Regions from separate parts of the Dromaius novaehollandiae genome. Here region 1 is linked to region 2. Evidence: chromatin contacts called from public Hi-C data. All regions are on one chromosome and are shown on one strand. Each heading gives the region's core, a stretch centred on a gene start, on an enhancer-like site or on the middle of the called end of the contact. The rest is flanking DNA. Distances are from core to core; before and after follow the strand shown. Region 1 overlaps ANK2 (ankyrin 2). Region 2 has its middle 6.8 kb from the start of ANK2.

The links. A called contact is a pair of places that touch in the nucleus more often than the background predicts.
Region 1: a contact with region 2 is called in a Hi-C map of liver, with 9 times the contacts expected there. The contact joins two enhancer-like sites. A contact is called at or near these places in 2 of 4 Hi-C or Micro-C datasets (brain and liver).

Annotation. Positions count from the first base shown.
Region 1 is chr4:23,501,745-23,507,573 of bDroNov1.hap1, forward strand. It overlaps ANK2 (ankyrin 2), which reads left to right. Exons shown (of 49, transcript XM_064510615.1): 15 at 1-75; 16 at 2,197-2,295; 17 at 2,953-3,051; 18 at 5,101-5,298. Among named protein-coding and RNA genes, the nearest start is that of ANK2, 110 kb to the left of the region's middle. Within about 2 kb of position 3,102, at least 1 of the 2 cell types and tissues checked has open chromatin away from gene starts, as enhancers often do.
Region 2 is chr4:23,388,562-23,394,844 of bDroNov1.hap1, forward strand. No RefSeq gene overlaps it. Among named protein-coding and RNA genes, the nearest start is that of ANK2, 6.8 kb to the right of the region's middle. Within about 2 kb of position 1,575, at least 1 of the 2 cell types and tissues checked has open chromatin away from gene starts, as enhancers often do.

The DNA of each region.
Region 1 (5,829 bases), core at 1,852-4,351, 110 kb after region 2:
TCTGCCAGAGAGGGACAAGTTGATGTTGCATCAGTTCTTTTAGAGGCAGGTGCCTCACACTCCATGTCCACCAAAGTAAGACAAAATGCTTTGTGTCTCACACTCCATGTCCACCAAAGTAAGACAAAATGCTTTGTGTCTATGCTCTGGTATGCAGTGCCCAGAGAGCAACCTCTTTCATGATGAATGTACTTTCACTGAGAAACTGAGCTAGTTGTGGTTTTTGTTTTCTTCTTGTTTAATCAATAGTGATCAAATTGACTGAACAAATGTATCAGGAATTTATCAAATTTTAACATATTTTGCTGTCATCTGAAGCTGGGAGTTTGGTTCCCACTAGGGCCAAAAGCAGGTCATGATAAATACATGCTCTCAGCAGGTTTAGAATGTACGTGAAATCCTGATTTCTCTCCTTCCCATTGTGTTACAGGTAGGCCTTTTTCTTTTTTTTTTTTTTTTTTTTTTTCCTTTTTTTTGCCAAAAGTTTCAAAATAGAAAATGCAGATATGGAAAAACAAAGCTAAATACTTTTGTATGAATAGGCCCACATATTTTTCAATACCTTTTTTATGTAAATAATTCTGGTTTCTACTAGCCAAAAGGAATATTCCCAAAACATACAATTCAGGATCTGTTCAGTCTCAGCTAATGGTGAATCTATTTTCAGTGATTCTATAAATGAGGTATCATATGACACAATAGGCCTTTTTTTTTCTTAGGGTTATAAAAGAAACATTCTGTGGAATTATTTTTGTTTTACATTAGCCCAACATGGTTACCAACACATTCCCAACGGAGTGAGGAGCACTTAAGAAAACAGATACTGTGAATAGAACTGTGTGCCAAGATATCTTTTCCAAATTTATCACAAGTGATTTAAGTGATTTTCACTAGTTTTAGATCCAAAGATCTAAAACCGATCCCTGATTTTGTACCCTTGATTTTACAATTGGAGCTTAAAACATATTTTGAAAAATGGGATGTCTTCCAGGGTTTAGAAGACTAAACCTGTGATTCTCAAATTCTCATTCGTGGATTACTGGGAATGCTTGCTGTTCTTCTTTTATCCAGCTGTTAAATCATATTAAAAATGGCTGAAAATACACTAAGTACTTTCCTAATTTTTCATATTGCTTTATGGCAATAGCTTTAGTTACTGCAGGAACTTTCTGTAATTATGAATAGGGAAAGATGTAGTCCACTGGATAATCTCTCTATTAAGCTGTGATTCATGAGATGGAAATGTTTGAGATTCCCTTACGTAAAACTCTTTTAAAGTGGGATTAATTGAATAAAATGACAATGAAAATAAACACTACACATCACTTATATGTCAGGCAAATAGGCCCTGGTGACTCCCTGGGATTATTGTTAGGACAGCAGTGTAGTCTGCCACCTACTGTCTTGCATCCATGAGTTTTCCTTACCAGCATGATTTTTAAAACTGAAGTGGTAAGCAAATAGCATGTTAGTTTGACACAGTCTTAGGTGTGTGCTTTACTGACAATCATTATTAAAACTAACAGAAAATGACTCTTTTAAGAGACACTAATTTTAGTCTTACTGGAGTACCCTTCAAAAACACTGCCCTTGAGTCATGCATGACTCTCTTCACCTGAATTTCAGAAGCTGCAAGAGAACTTGGTGAGTGTGTAGGTATTAAGTCCAAATATAAATTATTCTTCAACAAACTCACTAAAGAAGGGACACAATTTCTGGAGCTTTTCTCACTGAATTTAGTTGGTGTTTCATTGTAACTGGCAATAATTGATACAGGAAATATTTCTAAAGCTATCATTATGAAACTGATTTAAAAATGCAGCCTGTTCTGAGTAGGTATTTGAATGAGTGCCTTCGTTGCCCACACAATGTGTTCTGCTGATGAAATCTGTATCAGATAAAATGTCTGCCAGCCTGACACCATGTACATATGCAAGAACAGAAGAGAAAGGTTTGTGTGTGAGGCTTTTTTCTTTTTTTTTTTTTTTTGTGCATTACACTTTTCAGCATGCTTTCAAGTGATAATACCATTTCTAGGTATGGCTATTGATTCTGAATAAAAATGGCAGTTAGGACATAGGTTAAAACATAACCACCTATAACATTTACTATCAGGAGTACATGTGGTTCTTAAAAGAGACAAGTCAGCATAATTTTTAACACGACCATTTGCTTTTCTCTCCCGACATTTCTCAGAAGGGATTCACGCCTTTGCATGTGGCAGCCAAATATGGAAGCCTGGAAGTGGCGAAGCTGCTTTTGCAACGCCGTGCCTCTCCCGATGCAGCTGGCAAGGTACTGGCTTGGGCGCTCAGAAACACGAGTCAGCAGCCATTCCGTGTCTCCTTTAGGAAGTAACTGTGCAGAACAGACATACAAAAGAAGGGTGCAGCTGCTTTCACATGATCACATTAGCTTTATTGCATTCTCCCAAGGCTGATGGTTATGCATGTTAGTTTTGGAAAGTGCATTTACAGTATTTGTTGCTTTTCTATATTTTTACCTTCCTTATAGATGGGAATGCTATGCACAGTTGTAGGGCAGATATGTTTCTGTGGCTCAAGAAAAGGCTATTCCATTCAGCTGCTCAAACTGTAAAAATTGTAATTCAAAAACAGGAGGGCAGGCTCAGCTTTTTTCCTGTGCCGTGAGGATTGCTTGTCACAGAGTTGCAGGGAGCTGGCGGCCCAAACCTGCTGTGCGCCCAGGGAGTAGTCAGGTAGCAAGGTCCGCTCAAATTCATCCTCCGCCACTTCTCCTTCCTATTAAATACAGCCTACTAACCGCTGGCTAAATGTTACTTTTGGTCCACGTTTCTAATGCTAAAAAAAAAAAAAAAAAAAAAAAAAAAAAAAAAAAAGCATTTATGGTTTATGAGTTCGGCCCCGCCGTGCGCTGGCTAACCTGTTAACGGTTACTGTCCGCGCCTAACGCAGTAACCGCCCTTTGCAGAACGGCCTCGCCCCGCTCCACGTCGCGGCGCACTACGACAACCAGAAGGTGGCGCTGCTGCTGCTCGAGAGGGGCGCCTCCCCGCACGTCACCGCCAAGGTGAGCCCAGCCCAGCCCCGCCCCGCCAACCGCCGCCGCCAACGGCTGCTCTCCCTCCGCTGCTGCCGTCCTTTCCCCTCCCTCCCTGCCGGCGGGCGCGTGCGAGGAGAGCGGGCCTTTCTCTACAGGAAGTGGGGTGACATAGTTCCCCTCCAGCTTTTGAATCTGCAGCTCATATCCAGTGGAGGGGGGAGCTGTCGGGGGAGAGGGCTGATCGCTGACGGGCGTTGTGTTTCGGGGACATGCTTGTACCTTATCGCATCATACTCGTGCCTGTCACGCGCGTTCCTTTTTGTTGAAGACTAAGGACTCATCAGGTGTGATGAGACAGGCAAGCAGTCCACTCTGTTAGAAACTGTACAGCACCTTGTTTTGCAGATGAGTTGCTGAATCAGTACGTATTTATGGATTAATGGTTTGACTTTTATTCTAGACTGATTAAAACTGTCTGTTTCATCTGGTGGTTTGCCATACAGAACCCAACCCTCCTCTTACAGGCAAAACATAGTAATTTTACGGAGAGCTGCAAGTGTTACATGACTGTAAAACTCATGTGAGAGAGAAGACTGGTTTCAGCCTTTCTCTGTACTGCACACTTACTTGCTAGCTGGGCACACCACATACCCAGCATGTGACTCTCAGCTCACACATACCTCTCGGAGTCTGAAAGCAGTGAGCAATCTCTTCACCAGATGCATACGATACTGCAGTACTTGGTCTCTGAGGGGGCATAGTAAGAGGTGGAATAATGCTTAACATGGAGACAGAGGGCACACAATGTCTCGGGGCAATAGGCACAAGTTGCAACACGGGAAATTTCAGTTAGATATAAAGAAAGAAATCTTCACGGTGTGATTGGTCAGACATTGGAACAAGTTGCCAGGAGGGGTGGCCGAATCCTTGGAGATGCTCAGAATTTGGCTAGGCAAATTGCTGAGCAACCTAATACAATCTGGGAGTTGTTCTTGGTTTCAGCTAGATGATCTTCTACATAGATTATTTTATGATTCTTTTGGGCCTTCTTTGGAAAAGAAGAAATAAATGTATGTATGTATGTGTCTTGTCTAAGTCCACTTCTGTGTCCATGAGTTTTAATCATAATTGGAACTCACTTTGGTATTGTCTCATAGTAGAAACCATTTAGTAGAAACTGAATAGGCATGTGCAGGCTTCCTTCTGGGATTAGGAGTAGTATTATGTTAGAGTCTCACTATGTTAGGCAAAGGCTACTAAAAGAGAAAAGTAACCAGAAAATTCTTCCTGATTTCAGAATGTTCTGACCGGTGCTGTTATATATGGTGCTAAAAAGAGGTGGCCTGTCTTTTCAGTGAATACATTAGAACTGCTTTTTCTACTGTTATGTGTGGAGAGTAGCAAAAGCTGTAGTTGGAACAGGATAGTTTCATCATGCTTGCCTCCCAAAAATACTCCAGACATACTCCAACAAACCAAACCCCTCTAAAGAGGCTGTTTCTTATAACCCAAAATTTTCCCCCGTAGTGCATTCTAAAGCAATTAAAAATGGGAAGTTGTCTTCTTGCCCAAAAATATGTCTGCTTTGCTAAAGTGGTTAATTTGAACTGAAAAACACTCCTTCCTATGACTGTTTCCAGACAGTAATATGACTGACACATGTATCAAAATTCCATATGCAAACACAGTTCTACCCACACACTCCAAAAAAGCATAACGCAGTAAAGTGTTCACCCATCACTTTCCACAGAGAATGTCACTTATCAGTCAAAAGTGAATATTTACAGCCTGGGAGATTTAAAATGTAGGTGTCAAAGTCAGGATAATTTGAAGGTATCAGATTAACTGTACTGTCAGCTGAAGCTTTCTTCTAGTTTGGAAGGAGAAAATACAGATGGCTGAAGCAACAGAAGAGCCAGACCACATGGGAAATGTTTTGCCTTCAGAATATAATGAATCTCATCTCTGGGATAGTGGGAAGCATACAAAAATGTTGTTTTAAGGTGTCTGATTTCATACACTTCCATGGCTGTTGTGTTAACTTTCTTCTCATTTTGTTTTCCTGACTGGTGTTAGAATGGATACACCCCTCTGCATATTGCTGCCAAGAAGAATCAGATGCAGATAGCTACCACTCTATTGAACTATGGAGCTGAGACCAACATTTTGACCAAACAGGGAGTGACCCCGCTTCATTTGGCCTCCCAAGAAGGTCACACTGACATGGTGACCTTGCTTTTGGAGAAAGGATCTAATATCCATGTGGCAACAAAGGTAACTCGCAATGGGAGGCAAAGTACTATGGTGGGAGTATTCAGTGAGATGTGAAGTGCCATGTAGGAATGATGTCATGTTCTTAGAAATTCTCCACTTCCTTATATATGTTTCTGTGAATTTCTAGAAGTGACAACGGGTGGGTGAACAGTAAAAGTGAGAAGAGAATATCTAGGACTGGCAGATAGAGATTAACCAGTTAGCTTATACCCGTATCATTAGCAGCTGTGCTGGGTGACACTCAGGAGGAGCTGCATCTATTTGCCATGACGAGGAAAATGATGCAACACCTAGCTCTGGTAGAGAGGTTACTTTAGACAAAGAAGAGAAAAGACAGTCAAGAGAAAATTGTTTCCAAGTCATTCAGGAACGTGGGACAGCAGTAGTTTTGCTGTGCTGCAACCTTGCCATCTCTCAGGTGTTTCACATATGCTTCCAAAGGTTCACATTAGATGCAAAGGTTGAGGAATGTAACATTCTGGAGTTTGTGGGTCCCTGGGTTGATTTAACAGCATGTAACAAAAACCTGAG
Region 2 (6,283 bases), core at 325-2,824:
AATATTGGAAATATGTATGATAGCAGTGTTTTCATGTGCTTCTTGTGTGTCCATGAGGAGTTTTTCATTATAAGGCCCCATAAACAGGGATCTGGAAGTTAACTATTAAAAATCATATTATAGCATTACTTTTAGGAAGGTAAGACTAAAGTCTTTTTTTTTAAGTGAGATCTGCATGATGTTTTAAAGTCATACAAGTGCAAAAAGCTAGATCACCTATGATTTTTGAGTAATGTATACCTTTAGCTGACTCAGAAATGACTTTTTAAACTGATATATAGAAAAGATAGCTTTAGTAGGTTATGAAGTGCTTTGTAAAAGCTCACCTGGCAGGTGCTTACTGAAGAAAATAAACTATTTGTCCAAGACCAGCAGAACTCATGAGGCAGTGCCCATCAGCGGCGGATTGCATACTGGTCAGACGCCTATTCCCTGTCACTGGCTTCAGTCTTTAGACTCTTCAGGCTGCAGCCAAGGAGGTCATGGTGAGTGTGGTACAGAGGACACTTCTGTCTTACTCCGAGCTTTTTTATCCTAATTGCTTGTAGAGCAGTGTAATGGAGGCAGAATTTGTACACTAGGACCTCTCTCATGAAATTAGTCCTTTACCTTCTCTTAGTAAATGGTCTCAGGGTATCTCGTCTTGTTTTCAGTAGGATGTTACTGTAGGGGCATTTGCAGGCGCATTAGTTAATGAGATCTGCCTTCGGTAAACTGTTTCAGAGCTGGCCAGAAAATTGCACATGAAGATATGACAATGGATAAAGATTACTGTTGAGATCCTGAACAGAATAAATATTTTCATGGGCCTGCAGCACTTGGATTCAGAACAATGGCATATTTTAGCCATCACTAAACTTTGTATGTAAGCTGCTCTAATGCTGGAAAGAGCTGTCTTGAAATGTGAGCCGATGGCTGCCTTAGCATTACTTGGCCAGGAGAGGGGGATCATTCGCCATTTGTTCCCCAGGCGCATGGGGTTGGAAATACAACACAAGGCTTGTGCACTTCTCTGACTCCATGTTTTCAACAGAAATTAGTTTATGCCACAGTAATTTGATCTGGCTTTAAAGCACTTGAATTTTCAGCTGTTTTGGCCCTAGGATTTTATCCCAAATTTACCTTTTGTTTTCAAGAGCTATCATTCAACACTGATCAAATGTTTCATTAGAAATGCGAAGCTGTTCTGCATCTCTTTGGTCTTTGCTGCACCGACATTGCTTGAGCAGAGCAGTTGACAGGTGAGCAGGACCTCAGGGTTGTTAGCGCACAACAGCACTGCCTGCCATCCATCTTTGCTGTTGGCGCACACGTCCGATCTTTACATGCAGTAGTAGAGTCAGACAGCTGCGCGCAGACTTAAACATGAAATGGGCGCAGAACGATGTCCCCAAAGGTCAACCATGGCTACAGCTTCAAAGTATTTGTTTTTGCATTCTCGATATTCTTTTAAACTCCATGTTGTTTAACAAATCTTCAGTTACAAAGATTGCACCCAGTGGGTCCCTTGCAGCCCCCCTTGCAGGGGGCGAGTGAGGGGAAAGGGGAGGTGGAAGGGCCGGGTGCTGTCCGTGGTGCTCGCGGCCCCGCTGCCGGGCAGCGCCCTGTGGGCACGGTCCCGTGTCCTGGTGCCTGCTCCCATCTCCCCCAAAACTCAGAAATACGGTTCTGGAGTGCGCTGCCGGGAAGCCCCGGAGGAGCTCTGCAGGAGCAGGAAGCTTTCATCCTTGGGATTCACTCTGTAGTAAAATCCTTCCATCGTTTTTCTACTCTTTCCAAGGAAATGTTGTGTAGTAAAGGCACAGTTCAGTTATGTACATGTAGGATAGAGGAGTTCAGTACACTATAAACAGCAATTCTGTTCTGTGTATTGGCTTGGTCAGGCTTTGGGACATCTCTAGTGAATGACCCTTGGGGGAAAAATAAAAGTAAAGGAATCTCAGCTTGCCTCCTTTTGTGAGGAAAAGGTGAAAAAGATCTAGTTTAAAAAAAGGATCAGGACTTTGCTCTTACTATTTGCTATGCATGTTTAGTATGACTGTTAATATGGGATGTATCTAAAAATTGTCTGGAGAGCTCTTCTGAGAATTCTTAATGTAAAATTTTCTCCCTTTTTATAAACAAATGTCAAATACATCTGCTGTTATAAGCAGTGGAAAAATGTGCTTCAAAGACATCTTAAATGATACACCTGTTTTTGCCATAAATACTCCATGAAACAATACATTATCTAACTCTTCTTTCTTTATGTTATTGTAACATATATATATAACATACGTTATATGTATTGCATTCAACAGGAGCATAAGAGAAAGAAAATAATGTTACTGGTTTTAGATCAGGCATACTAGGCTTCTGTATGTTATTACATAAGACAGTGTTGCTGTTGTATTTTAGAAACTGTGTGTAGTCTGAATCTTTCTCATGAGGTAAAAAAGAGTAAAAAATTATGTTGTTCTTGTGTACCCAGTCTATTTTTGACATACACTCCCACTACTGTGGTCCAAATACTCAGGCTGCAAGCCAGTGGACTACAGATAGATAGGTGAAATCCAGCCTTATCATTGGTCCTACTGGTACATAGGTGATACAAGTGATATTTTAGATACATATATGTAGTAGACAGAAATATGAGGATACATCATTCAGTCATACTGTTCTTCCATATCTTGCAAACTGAAATAAACAATTATCTTTCATAGTTTATTTTGTGTAATCCTCATTTAATTTTGGTATGCTCAGATTACAGGTCAGACTGTAAAAAGTATTGGCCTAAGCAGCACGTACTTGCATCTCTGTTCTGATAGCTCTAAGGACAAGGAAGCTTTCAATTCAAGGTAGATAGTGCCTATTGAAATGTGCACGTGTGACTTGGTCCTGTACTAAAGCACATGCACGTTTTTAAATGTACCATCAAGAATGCTTAAGCAGAGCTGATTATGTGCAGCATCTAGGTTGGAACTGAAAGGATTTAAAGTGGATAAGATCTGGGTCATGTTGGCTTAGAGGCTTCTGAAGGTTGAATGCCATGCAGCGGCAGTGAAGTCAGTTTTCCTGTTATCTGCCCTTGTTTCAAAGGTATAGTTCTTTTTTGGTATCAGTGCCATTCGTAAACTTATCTTTATTTACATCACCTTGAAGGGAAAGAACCCTGAAGGGGAAGCACCAGCTTTGAGCTGACAGAGTTCTGTTTCCGGATTGGAAATTGTTACTTCTTAAATTGGTTATACTAACTAAAACACTGTTGTCCAAACACAATATTTTAGCAGGATAATTTCTGAATATGATGAAGTATTATAGCAAGTAAGTCTGTTGGGTTAGAACAAAAAGATACTCTTTTTGACTCTTTAGACAGCTTAATGGAAAGACTTCCCTGGTTTCTGGAAAAACAAGTAAAATCACTTAATCATAAATGATAGGAACGATCAATCAGTGATACAAGTGAAATGTATATACAAGTACCTTTCAGCATATAACTTGCTTTCAGTGACTTTTCCTCAGATAATTAGCCTTGAGCTTGAAGTATGCGCTGTCTGTCAGAGCTAATGTAATTTGGTAGGATCTGGCTGTAATGCAAGTGTTCACCAAAAAGGGTTTTGTTTTTTTTTTTAAAAAAAAAGCCTTCTGAGAACAGATCAGATCATTACGTTGGAAAGCATTCAAGCAAAAAATTTTAAAACATTTATTTTTCATCAGAAGAATTGAGAGCTCTAAAGTCTTAGCTACTCCCTTCAGCTTTCTCTTCTTCCAACTGAGACTGCATCAGGTCACGCACAGGAGGCAGGCATCCACCTTGTAGGATTAAAAAGCAGCGTTCCCTCAGAGTGTGGGGCCACTTGGCCGTGGCTCTAGAGCGTAGCTGGGGAGCGGGCTGGAGGAATGCAGGCTGTTGCGATGTGCTGCACTCTTGGTTGTGGTTGCCTCTCTTGCATTGCCGGCAGAGCAGAGACTGGACTGGAGAGCTGCACCTGGTAAGGACGGGGCCCTGGGTGAGTGAAGGGGGGAGTCTGAGGAACGCACAGCACATTTTGGGAATGAGGCACAGCAGAGCTGTGGCACCTTCAGGATGATCCCTTGGTCCTTCTTAACATTAGTAGCAGCTTCTGCCTCTCACAGGACCAAATCTGAACTCCATAATCAAAGACAAAAGAAGGTGGGGCAGAAAGGCCAAAGCAGGAAGGAAGGTAAAAAGTCACATTGCAGTGTTGAACTGAATAGTTGTGGTCCTGATCCAGAGTCCATTTAAATCAATAAAATGGCTACTGTTGCCCTTACTGAGCTGTGGATCAGACCCAGTTTGACTTGGTTAAAATAGAATGTGCAGTCAATATTTTCAATCGATATGAAACCAAAAATACGTTGAGAGTGATATTTAGAATTAATGCAATTTAGCTGTCGTCAGAAAACTGCAAATTGAGCACTATTGCCAGAAATAAAAGTCTTTGATTTATATAGGATTCTGAAGAAAAAAAAAGTCTCTTGAATTGCCTCCTCCTGCACGGCTGAAATGTCTTTACCTCGTATTTGAGATGTTTATGTAAAGTGGGGGCACCAGTCTCTGAAGGGCTTTTTTAAATCTTGGTGTTTAGAAAGCTAGTGGAGTGTGCAAAGCATTGCTTTGTCATGGTGCAGCTTGGACAGTAATCAGAGATGACTGTGAGGACCTTGATGATTAGAGAATAGCAATTATTGTGTCTTGCCCTGTGTCTGGTTTGTAGACACCTGCCTGTGACAATGGGACTTTGAATATATCACTAAGCTGCAGAGCCCTATGCCGTGACAAGTTGTGGATGCTGGAAGTTTAGAAAGTTTCAGGGAGAGACTGGAGAAGTTCATGGAAAGCTCAGCCTGTGAAGATTGCTAAATAAATAGAAACAACTAGCACAGGTGTCCATTAGTGACAAATGACTGGAAGCTGGAAAAGTGCTTGTGGGAAGCATCATGCACACTTGCCCTTTTTTACTCTTTTTTAGGTATCTGACTTTTGGCCACTATTGGAGAGAGAAGACTTCAGCTTCATCCCACAGTGACTGCTCTAATGTTCTTAGGAACAAGCATGTAGCCATACTGTCCCAGTTTCTCCATCTGTAACATAGGAAAAGATGCTCAATATACTTCATGTTGTAAGAGTAAAGTAATATTTTAAATAACTCTTTCAAGATGAAGATAGCTAAGCAGGATCTTTTTCTGGTGTGATTATTACATCAAAGATTTCTGTCAGTATTGAACTGAATCCCGTTTGCAACTGCAGATACTACTGTGTGATCTGTAGTATGTTTTTAGTGCTGACCACTAAAAGTGTCAGTGCTGTGAATTATACCCAGGTGGTATCATAGAAAAGGAAGGAAAGCAGTTAAGACTAGGCCAATTTATGCATGTTAATATATACATAATATATATACATATACATAACTTGCCCTTAATAATACCTCTTTCATTTCATATTCTGTATTGTTTTTCTTCAATTAATAAAATAGGTGTAGTCAAGGTACAGAAGAAAAGTCAGATTGTAGTTTTACATGTAATTTTTTCAGTACCAATTCAGTGATACTAGCTTAAAAACAGCACCATTGCTGTGTATAAGTAATAAATAAGAGCATAGATTAAACAATAAGTGACGCAGGAGGTAATTTATAAATACAGTATATATTTTCAAAGTTAGCTTTGTGTTTTTACTTTCCACAAGAATAATTTTGTCTTTTATTCTAGGAATATGTAGTTTTGTAGATATGTAAATAACTGAATATGCTGATGTGTACAATCCATCTGAATCAGTTTAAATAGGTAAATACGTTGTTACAGCATTCTGGGTCTCCAAAACATTTTGTCCCGATCAAAAATACTTTTTCTCTGTCTCCCCTGTACTCATTCCTCAAGAGGCAGTGTTCCCAGAGGCATTTCCTGATCACAGGGAGAAGGATGTCTGTCTCTGATGCGTGGAATAACCGCGCTGAGGACAGGATGACATCTTTGTTTGTGGGCAGAGGTGAGCTAAGCCTGCAAGTGAGCACTCACTGGTTCTAGGCCTCTAAAAGCTGCGTGTTCACATCTCCAGGCTTGATCTAACATACATCTTGCCTTTCAGCAGGGAGGATAAATCACTGCCCAGTTTGTATGGACAGAGGTTGGCATTGCAAGGGGGTAAAATAACATGTAGCTGTGCTTATTAGATATCCTCACAAGGTTTGCATTGCAGCATACTTTGGAGGGAGTCTAAATCCCATGAAGAATTCTGTTCTGCCTTTTCCAGGGGGGTCTTCCTCAATGCTAGAAAAAAAGCTGT